Regions from separate parts of the Mus musculus genome. Here region 1 is linked to region 2. Evidence: chromatin contacts called from public Hi-C data. All regions are on one chromosome and are shown on one strand. Each heading gives the region's core, a stretch centred on a gene start, on an enhancer-like site or on the middle of the called end of the contact. The rest is flanking DNA. Distances are from core to core; before and after follow the strand shown.

Region 1 (3,909 bases), core at 554-3,053, 840 kb before region 2:
ACACACTTGAATAGTCACAATGTGGAAGGAAAGGTCTTTTTCAGGTTTGCATGTCAACCAAGGTGAGATTGGAGTCAAACGGGCAGCCTCTCAGGATGGAACAGGGAGGCTGGAGGGATACTTCATTCAGTAAAGCCTTTGCCTCATGATTATTAGGACCTGAGTTCTGTTCCCAGGACCCGTTAGAAAAGTGAGACATGGTGGCCAGCGCTTGCCTCTTGTCATTGGAGAGTTAGGAGGGAGACAGAGCTCACTGGCTGGCTAGGCTAGCTCACCTGGTATAAAGTTCAGAATGACAAGAGGATCTGTCTCAAACAAAAAGTGGAAGGTACCTGAGGAATGGTACCTGGGGTTATCTCTTCACACACACACACACACACCATACACATGCACAAACATGGGTGTGCACACATGTGTGAGTGAATGGAATACGATTTCACTTCTAAAGCTCTTACTTCTAAACTACTTAAGGTCTTAGTAGCTACAGAGCTTGACCTGCTTTGGGGAATTTTTTCTTGCTTTGAGGTGACACAGAGCAGTTGATGTGCAGGTATCAGGCTCCTCCCAACACCCAGTACCCAATACAAAGGTGGGCTACATGAGTACTGGCTCAGCACCATGCCCAGATGCCATTTCTAGCTACTTACCTTTATTCCCTCTTACTTCTCCAACTTTGTGTCATGTATTAGTATGCGAGTGACATTATGTTAGGGGTAAGCTTTAATGTTCTATAATTTATGAGAAAAGTAACATTTATGAGAAATTATGAGAAAAGCTTGGTACCTTGACTATTATTAGTGCTGCGGGCGGGCATCTGTTGGTTTTGGCTTCCAACAAACCTTTCCCTATTTTTCCTATCATGAAACTGACCTTCCTGCTTTCTTCCCTGTGGTTCTGGTGTTACCCAGTTATGGCAGTGATAGGCAGAAGGGAGGCCAAGAACGATTTGGAAAGTATGTAGTCACAATCATCAGAAGGGTTTGGTACCTTCTTGCATGAGAAGGCTGACAGGAAAGAGAGCCCCCAAATGGCCACTAAGACTGGTGCATGGGTGGCTGTGGGTAGGGCAGTGTCACTACTGAGGAGCCACAGAAATCTGAAGAGAAGCAGGCCATTGATGAGCTTTGCCTGTAGGGGTGAAGTCAGATAGGCTGTCAGTCACAGAGCCCTGAGCATCATCCATGTACTACCCATCGCTTCACACATGTGCTTGGCTCAGGATGCATTCGTAGTCTTTGTCTTAGAAGGACCTGGGAGTCCTTCTAATAAGGAATTTATTAATTCACAGCTATGGAGGCTGGGAACACCAAGATCAAATGCTGGCATCTTTGTTAGGACTTATGTTCTTTCTCATGATGAGGTTAGTACAGGGTGTCATGTGCTGAGGGAGAGAGATAAGGATAGGGAGAAAGCCAGAGCAGGAGAGAGGAATAAAAAGGGCAAAGAAAAAAAGGTGAGAGAGAGGGAGAGGGGTGAAAAGAGGGCCAAAGTAGGAAAAAGCAAGCAATTTAGCATGAAAGGAATGAATTCACTCCTGTGGTTACAACGTTAATATATTTATTAGGGGAAACCTCATGGCCCAAATACCTTTTAAAGGCTCCATTTCCCGAAACTATCCCAGTGACAATCAAATTTTAATATGGAGGTCTGGAGAAAAGGTTTGAGCCATTCAGACTCTGTTTCACTGTTTGTGAATGGTGCCTTGCCTGCCACTCATCTTGCTAACCGTGAATGGTGTGTTACCTGACACTCAGGACGGCGATTACTCACTCTTTCCTAGACCCTTTTGACTTTTGCCTCCCACACAGACAAGGGCAGAGACTCTGACCCCTGTAAGTCATCACTAGGGTTGCTGTTCCCTATTCTGGTTATGTACTCATTGAGGGTTTGAGTGCTAGTGGGGTATTTCTGAGGTCCCAGTGGAAGATCTTGGATATAACAAAGGACACAAACAAAGGGGGTTCCCTGAAGCCACTAGATTTAGGCCCATATAGTAGCAGGTTGAAGCCAACTATTGTAAGTCATCCTTTGATCTCACTTCAACATCTTCACTCATGTTGGGGCATGTATGAACATGCAAGCACATGCATACAAGGCACACACTCAAGTGTGAAAAATAGACAAATCCAATTTCTCTGACCACACTGAGAGGATTATACATCATAAACAAGTTATGTTCATTTATGGATGTAGGATATGATTCAATGTATGCAAATCAATAAAGATATAGATTGATAAAGTAGGTTTAAGGATACAAATCACATTCTTTTCTTAGTAGACCCAAAAAAGGCCTTAGAAATTTTTTTTTATGATAAAAAAGACCCAAAAGAGCTAGGAACAGAAGATAGCTATCTCAATGTTGGATTTCTTTCTTCCTGGATAAGGTCGCAATTAATTTTGTGTAAAATTCACATCTGTTTGAGACATTGGGTTGCCTTTCTTTTTTTTTTTTTTTAAATTAGGAATTTTCCTCGTTTACATTTTCAATGCTATCCCAAAGGTCCCCCATACTCCCCCCCAATCCCCTACCCACCCACTCCCCCTTTTTGGCCCTGGCGTTCCCCTGTACTGGGGCATCTAAAGTTTGCAAGTCCAATGGGCCTCTCTTTGCAGTGATGGCCGACTAGGCCATCTTTTGATACATATGCAGCTAAAGACAAGAGCTCCCGGGTACTGGTTAGTTCATATTGTTATTCCACCTATAGGGTTGCAGTTCCCTTTAGCTCCTTGGGTAATTTCTCTAGCTCCTCCATTGGGGGCCGTGTGACCCATCCAATAGCTGACTGTGAGCATCCACTTCTGTGTTTGCTATGCCCCGGCATAGTCTCACAAGAGAGAGCTATATCTGGGTCCTTTCAGCAAAATCTTGCTAGTGTATGCAATGGTGTCAGCATTTGGAAGCTGATTATGGGATGGATCCCTGCATATGGCAATCACTAGATGGTCCATCCTTTCATCACAGCTCCAAATTTTGTCTCTGTAACTCCTTCCATGGGTGTTTTGTTCCCATTTCTAAGAAAGGGTAAAGTGTCCACACTTTGGTCTTCGTTCTTCTTGAATTTCATGCGTTTGGCAAGTTGTATCTTATATCTTGGGTATCCTAAGTTTCTGGGCTAATATCCACTTATCAGTGAGTACATATTGTGTGAGTTCCTTTGTGATTGGGTTACTTCACTCAGGATGATACCCTCCAGGTCCATCCATTTGCCTAGGAATTTCATAAATTCATTTTTTTAATAGCTGAGTAGTATTCCATTGTGTAAATGTACCACATTTTCTGTATCCATTCCTCTGTTGAGGGGCATCTGGGTTCTTTCCAGCTTCTGGCTATTATAAACAAGGCTGCTATGAACATAGTGGAGCATGTGTTCTTCTTACCGGTTAGGACATCTTCTGGATATATGCCCAGGAGAGGTATTGCCTTTCTTTTGCCCAAAAGTTCTTAGCACTTAGAATTAACTTGAAATCACAGGCAAATCTGATCTATTCATGTAGGATTTAATGTCACACTGGCTTTAAGATCATACTTCATGGCAAAGAGGATTCAGTACCTGACCTTGCCATCATGGTATCTGATCTCTCTCAGCCTACACATACATCTCAGAAACCACCAGCCTAACTGCAAGGCGAAACAGTTCCATATAGGTTCACCAGGGTACCAGCTTAGAGACGGCTCTTCTTGTTCAGAAGCACTATCCTCCATAGTGATGCCCTGCACCTCATCTCTGGAGCTGTTAATATAGCATCGCTAATTGGATGAATACATAAGTCTGGAAATTAGCATGTAGACTTGGGAATGTCTTGAGTTCCCATAAACCCTTGATACCCATTTTCTAGAATTTATGTTTCCATCTCCAAATCTCTAGACTCTGTGGCTCTAGAAGGATAAAAGTCTCTAAAGGAGCTGTG
Region 2 (3,865 bases), core at 587-3,086:
TTTCTTGGCTATGTAATGAATGAGTGGATGAATGAATCCATCATAAATGTATAGTGATGGTTTGAGCGAGAAAGGTCCTCCACAGGTTCATGTGTGTGAGCACTCATTTTTCCAGCTGGTGGTACTGTTTGGGAAGGCTATGGACCCCTTATAAGGTAGAGCATTGCTGGAGTAATGTATGTGTGTGTGTGTGTGTGTGTGTGTGTGTGTGTGTGTGTGTGTGTTTGCTATGATGTTTTGAATTTTGTATTATTCTGATTCCTGTGAGTATAATGAACAAAACTAAAATTAGGTAACTCATATTTTTTAAAAAGAGTGTTTGGGGTCATAATCATATACGTGCAAAGTTGAAGTCCCATATCCGGTGATGGCCTACTTACCATATGGGGTTTGACAAAAAGCCTGGAGCTGATGCTCTGTGTCCTCTGGTCAGTCTCCCTCTCTCTTCTTATAAGGACAGCACAGTGCATTAATGAAGACTCTACTTTGGTGACAGAGCAAAATGGACCCCCACCCCCACCCCTGGTAATCATGCTAGGCCCGAGTGTCCATAATACTTCACAGTGGTGAAACAATTTCAGCTCAGGGAATCAGCGGGGAACACACTACACTCATGTCCAACCAGTGAGCAGTTAATGCTCTTGTCTGGACTGCCTTTCCTGCACACGCCCTTTATATCTGTGGGTTCCTTCCTCCCCAGTCTGGTCCCTCTCCCCTGCTTCATTCCATCTGTGTCAGTTCTCACTTTTCTGACTTGTTCCTTCCACTGGCATATGCGTGCAGAGATGTGAGAAGGGAAGAATGTGGGGGGTTGTGGACCCCTTGTCTGCCACAGAGCACTTCACACAGCCTTGCCTGAGTAAGACTTCACAGTCTCTGTGCTTTAGCACGTCATTAAAAAATAATTCAGTGCTGAGAGAGTGTTTTCTTGACACATTTGACGCACGGCAACCCACAGCTTAGAGGGACACGGAAGCTTCCCAAGTCAGTATTAGTTCCACGCCCCTTTTTTAGTTTAATCCTTTTTTAAAAAATTGTGCACATGAGTGCTGTATTTGCATCATTTGCATTCCTCCTTCCCCTCTAACTCCTCTCATATCCTCAAATTCATGACCTATTCTTCTTTACTTATAATCAGTAACACACACACATCCAACTGACATTTTAAAAAAATTCATTTTGGATTTAAAATTTAGAATGAATGGCCCTTTAAACAGAAAATCTTGGCTTTTTTGATCAAATAATTAGCCTTTGATTAGACTAGGAGACCAAAGACAACTTATTCTTAAAAGCATCATACCTCCCTGGAGAGCCTGTGAAGGCATTTTACTTCTCTGAGCTTCAGAGGACATAGTGGGGACTGCACACTCAAGCTACTTTGGAGAAACCCACGGAACGAAGGTTCTAGAACCGCAGGGCTTTGCCATTAGCGCCATTGCTGCTACTAACTGCTCGGACTATCATTACCAGGCAAACTTTTCTCTCCAAACTCAGTATCTCTCTGTTTTATGCTGTGGGGAGGAGATGGATAATGATAAGTAGAGGAATTCTCAATCCCCTTCCAGCAGAGAAATGCTAGATTTCAAATCAAGAAAACAGAGCCAAGTCATATTCAATAACCCATTTATATGATGATTATGATTATTATTTTGGCTTGAGAAACAGAAATTTGTTTCATCCTGTGGGACTCAGCTTTCAATCGAGCAGGTGTGGTGATAGATAAGTCCAGACCTCCGTCAAGGTGAGCTTAAGTGAACAGAATCTAGATCCTATACAAACCGCAAACCAATGTGCTTGCAGGCAAACACACCTCTTTCTGAGAGGCAGCCTCTGGATTGCCTTGTAGTGTGGCTCTGGCGCCCCCTCGTGATCTCTTTCGCAATTTTCCTGCAACTTCAAGAACATTGGTCATTGGTTCTTTTTTTTTTTTTTAATATTTTTATTAGGTATTTTCCTCATTTACATTTCCAATGCAACATCCTTAATCATCAGGGAAATGCAAATCAAAACAACCCTGAGATTCCACCTCACACCAGTCAGAATGGCTAAGATGAAAAATTCAGGTGACAGCAGATGCTGGCGAGGACGTTGAGAAAGAGGAACACTCCTCCGTTGTTGGTGGGAGTGCAGGCTTGTACAACCACTCTGGAAATCAGTCTGGCGGTTCCTCAGAATATTGGACATAGTACTACCGGAGGATCCCGTAATACCTCTCCTGGGCATATATATATCCAGAAGAACATTGGTTCTTGGAGGAATAAAATGCTTTTTAGGTAAAGTCTTGCCTGATGATTGCATGGAATCTGAGAGGTTCACGGATGGGATTAAAGATGTATCCAAGGAAAAGATGAAGAAAGTGACTGTTCTTTTGTTGCAGTAGGCAGAAAGGCAGGGATTACAAGAGACATTTACATTCAAAAGTAACATTCACAATACAGCCAACTATAAACTGAGATGTTTCCTGATTGGTTGATACAGTATATTCACTTAAGTATCGTTTGTTATTTTAATTCACACTAGTAGAAGCTGACTGCTGCTTTAGGAAGTATCTTGTGTTAGTGACTTTGTGTAGATGGGAAAGAGAACCTTGGCTTTTCCCTCTGTGTGTACCTGTAGTGGGGAGTGAAGAAGGGCAGGGGTGGAAGCAGGTAGGTGGTAACGCCATGTGGGGGGCATGGCAGACAGTGGATGGTAGAGAAGAGCAGATTAACTGGGCCAAGAAACATTAGGCATAGTGGAAAAATCAGAAGAGAATGAAGAAGTGACAGTTTTGGTGATCAAAGATGAAGAGATTTCCGTTGGGGTTGAAGGAATTAGGGCACAAACTGTGTGAACCTGTAGACGTCCCACATGAGTCTGGCAGAGGGTGTTTGTGTTAGAACTGTCACAACAGCCTTAAGTGTGACAAAAGGGTAGGACCTAATACCAGCTGAAGTGGGCTGAGACCTTGGACATTTTGTGAGGTAGAGTCCGTGCAGTTCTTTAGAACAGAAACTATGTTTGCGGGGCTGGAAGATGGCTCAGCAGTGAAGAGCTGTTGCTGTGTTAAGCTTGCTTTGCAAGCTTCAGGATGAAAGAGCCAGGTATGCAGTAGTGGCCTGCTGCTCCAGCTCCGTGAACACAAAGGAAGACCAATGGGACTCGCTGGCTGCCAGCCTAGTGGGCAAACACAAGCTTCATGTTTAACAAGAGACTCTGCCTCAAAGAAACAAAGAGAACAGAGACAGAAGACCACACCTACTGCCTTCTGCTAACCTCGGCAGCATGTGTTGGCATGTATGTGCATGCGCAAACGCACACACTCACACAGAATTACAGTTTTTGCAAGCAAGAAAACTACTTTTGCACGAATCTGAGCCCCTTGAATTTAACTCTAAACCTCTGGAATCTTCAATGGGGAAGCATGTTTGTCACACCATGCTGACATCATCAGCATCTGACTACTCCCTCTGCTCTAAGTTCCCGATGGGAGATAGCTCAGTACTGTTGCAGTGGGAACTTGCTGTCTTTGTCCACAATAAGCCAGAGGGACTGAACTCTGATATTTCTCAAAGTTGTGCACTTAGGTTGAATAATGCTTGTGAGCTTGTTTCAGAGTTTAATCAATGTAATGAGTCAGATAAAAGAAACCTGTTGTCAGTTAAGGGGTGAGGTGCAGGGTGCAGTACAGGCGATTTAGATGCTTCCACAGCACAAAGAGCTTGCCAGTTGGTAGAATAGAACCCTTGAGAATTAACAACACTGGTTACCTTCAGAATTTCTAAAAGACCAACTCTGATAGGTAGAAAATCATTTGTCATTTTAGAATTTGTTGGCAATTTTAAAAAGTCATAATTTTAAAATAGTCTGTGAAACAAGTTAAAAT

The links. Hi-C and Micro-C count contacts between places; a contact is called where the count stands out from the background.
Region 1: a Hi-C map of the CH12 cell line shows a contact between it and region 2, with 3 times the contacts expected there. The contact joins two enhancer-like sites. A contact is called at or near these places in 1 of 39 promoter capture datasets (the C10 cell line), 3 of 15 datasets of contacts at CTCF or cohesin (embryonic stem cells, large pre-B cells and pro-B cells), 13 of 484 Hi-C or Micro-C datasets (B cells, the C10 cell line, the CH12 cell line and 9 more) and 2 of 115 datasets of contacts at active chromatin or transcription factors (astrocytes and large pre-B cells).

What each region holds. Positions count from the first base shown.
Region 1 is chr12:16,372,680-16,376,588 of GRCm38.p6, reverse strand. No RefSeq gene overlaps it. Among named protein-coding and RNA genes, the nearest start is that of Gm36372, 140 kb to the right of the region's middle. Within about 2 kb of position 1,803, at least 4 of the 459 cell types and tissues checked have an H3K27ac peak or open chromatin away from gene starts, as enhancers often do. A contact at or near this core is called in the CH12 cell line, where this site is marked.
Region 2 is chr12:15,533,977-15,537,841 of GRCm38.p6, reverse strand. No RefSeq gene overlaps it. Among named protein-coding and RNA genes, the nearest start is that of Gm40287, 70 kb to the left of the region's middle. Within about 2 kb of position 1,836, at least 9 of the 459 cell types and tissues checked have an H3K27ac peak or open chromatin away from gene starts, as enhancers often do. A contact at or near this core is called in the CH12 cell line, where this site is marked.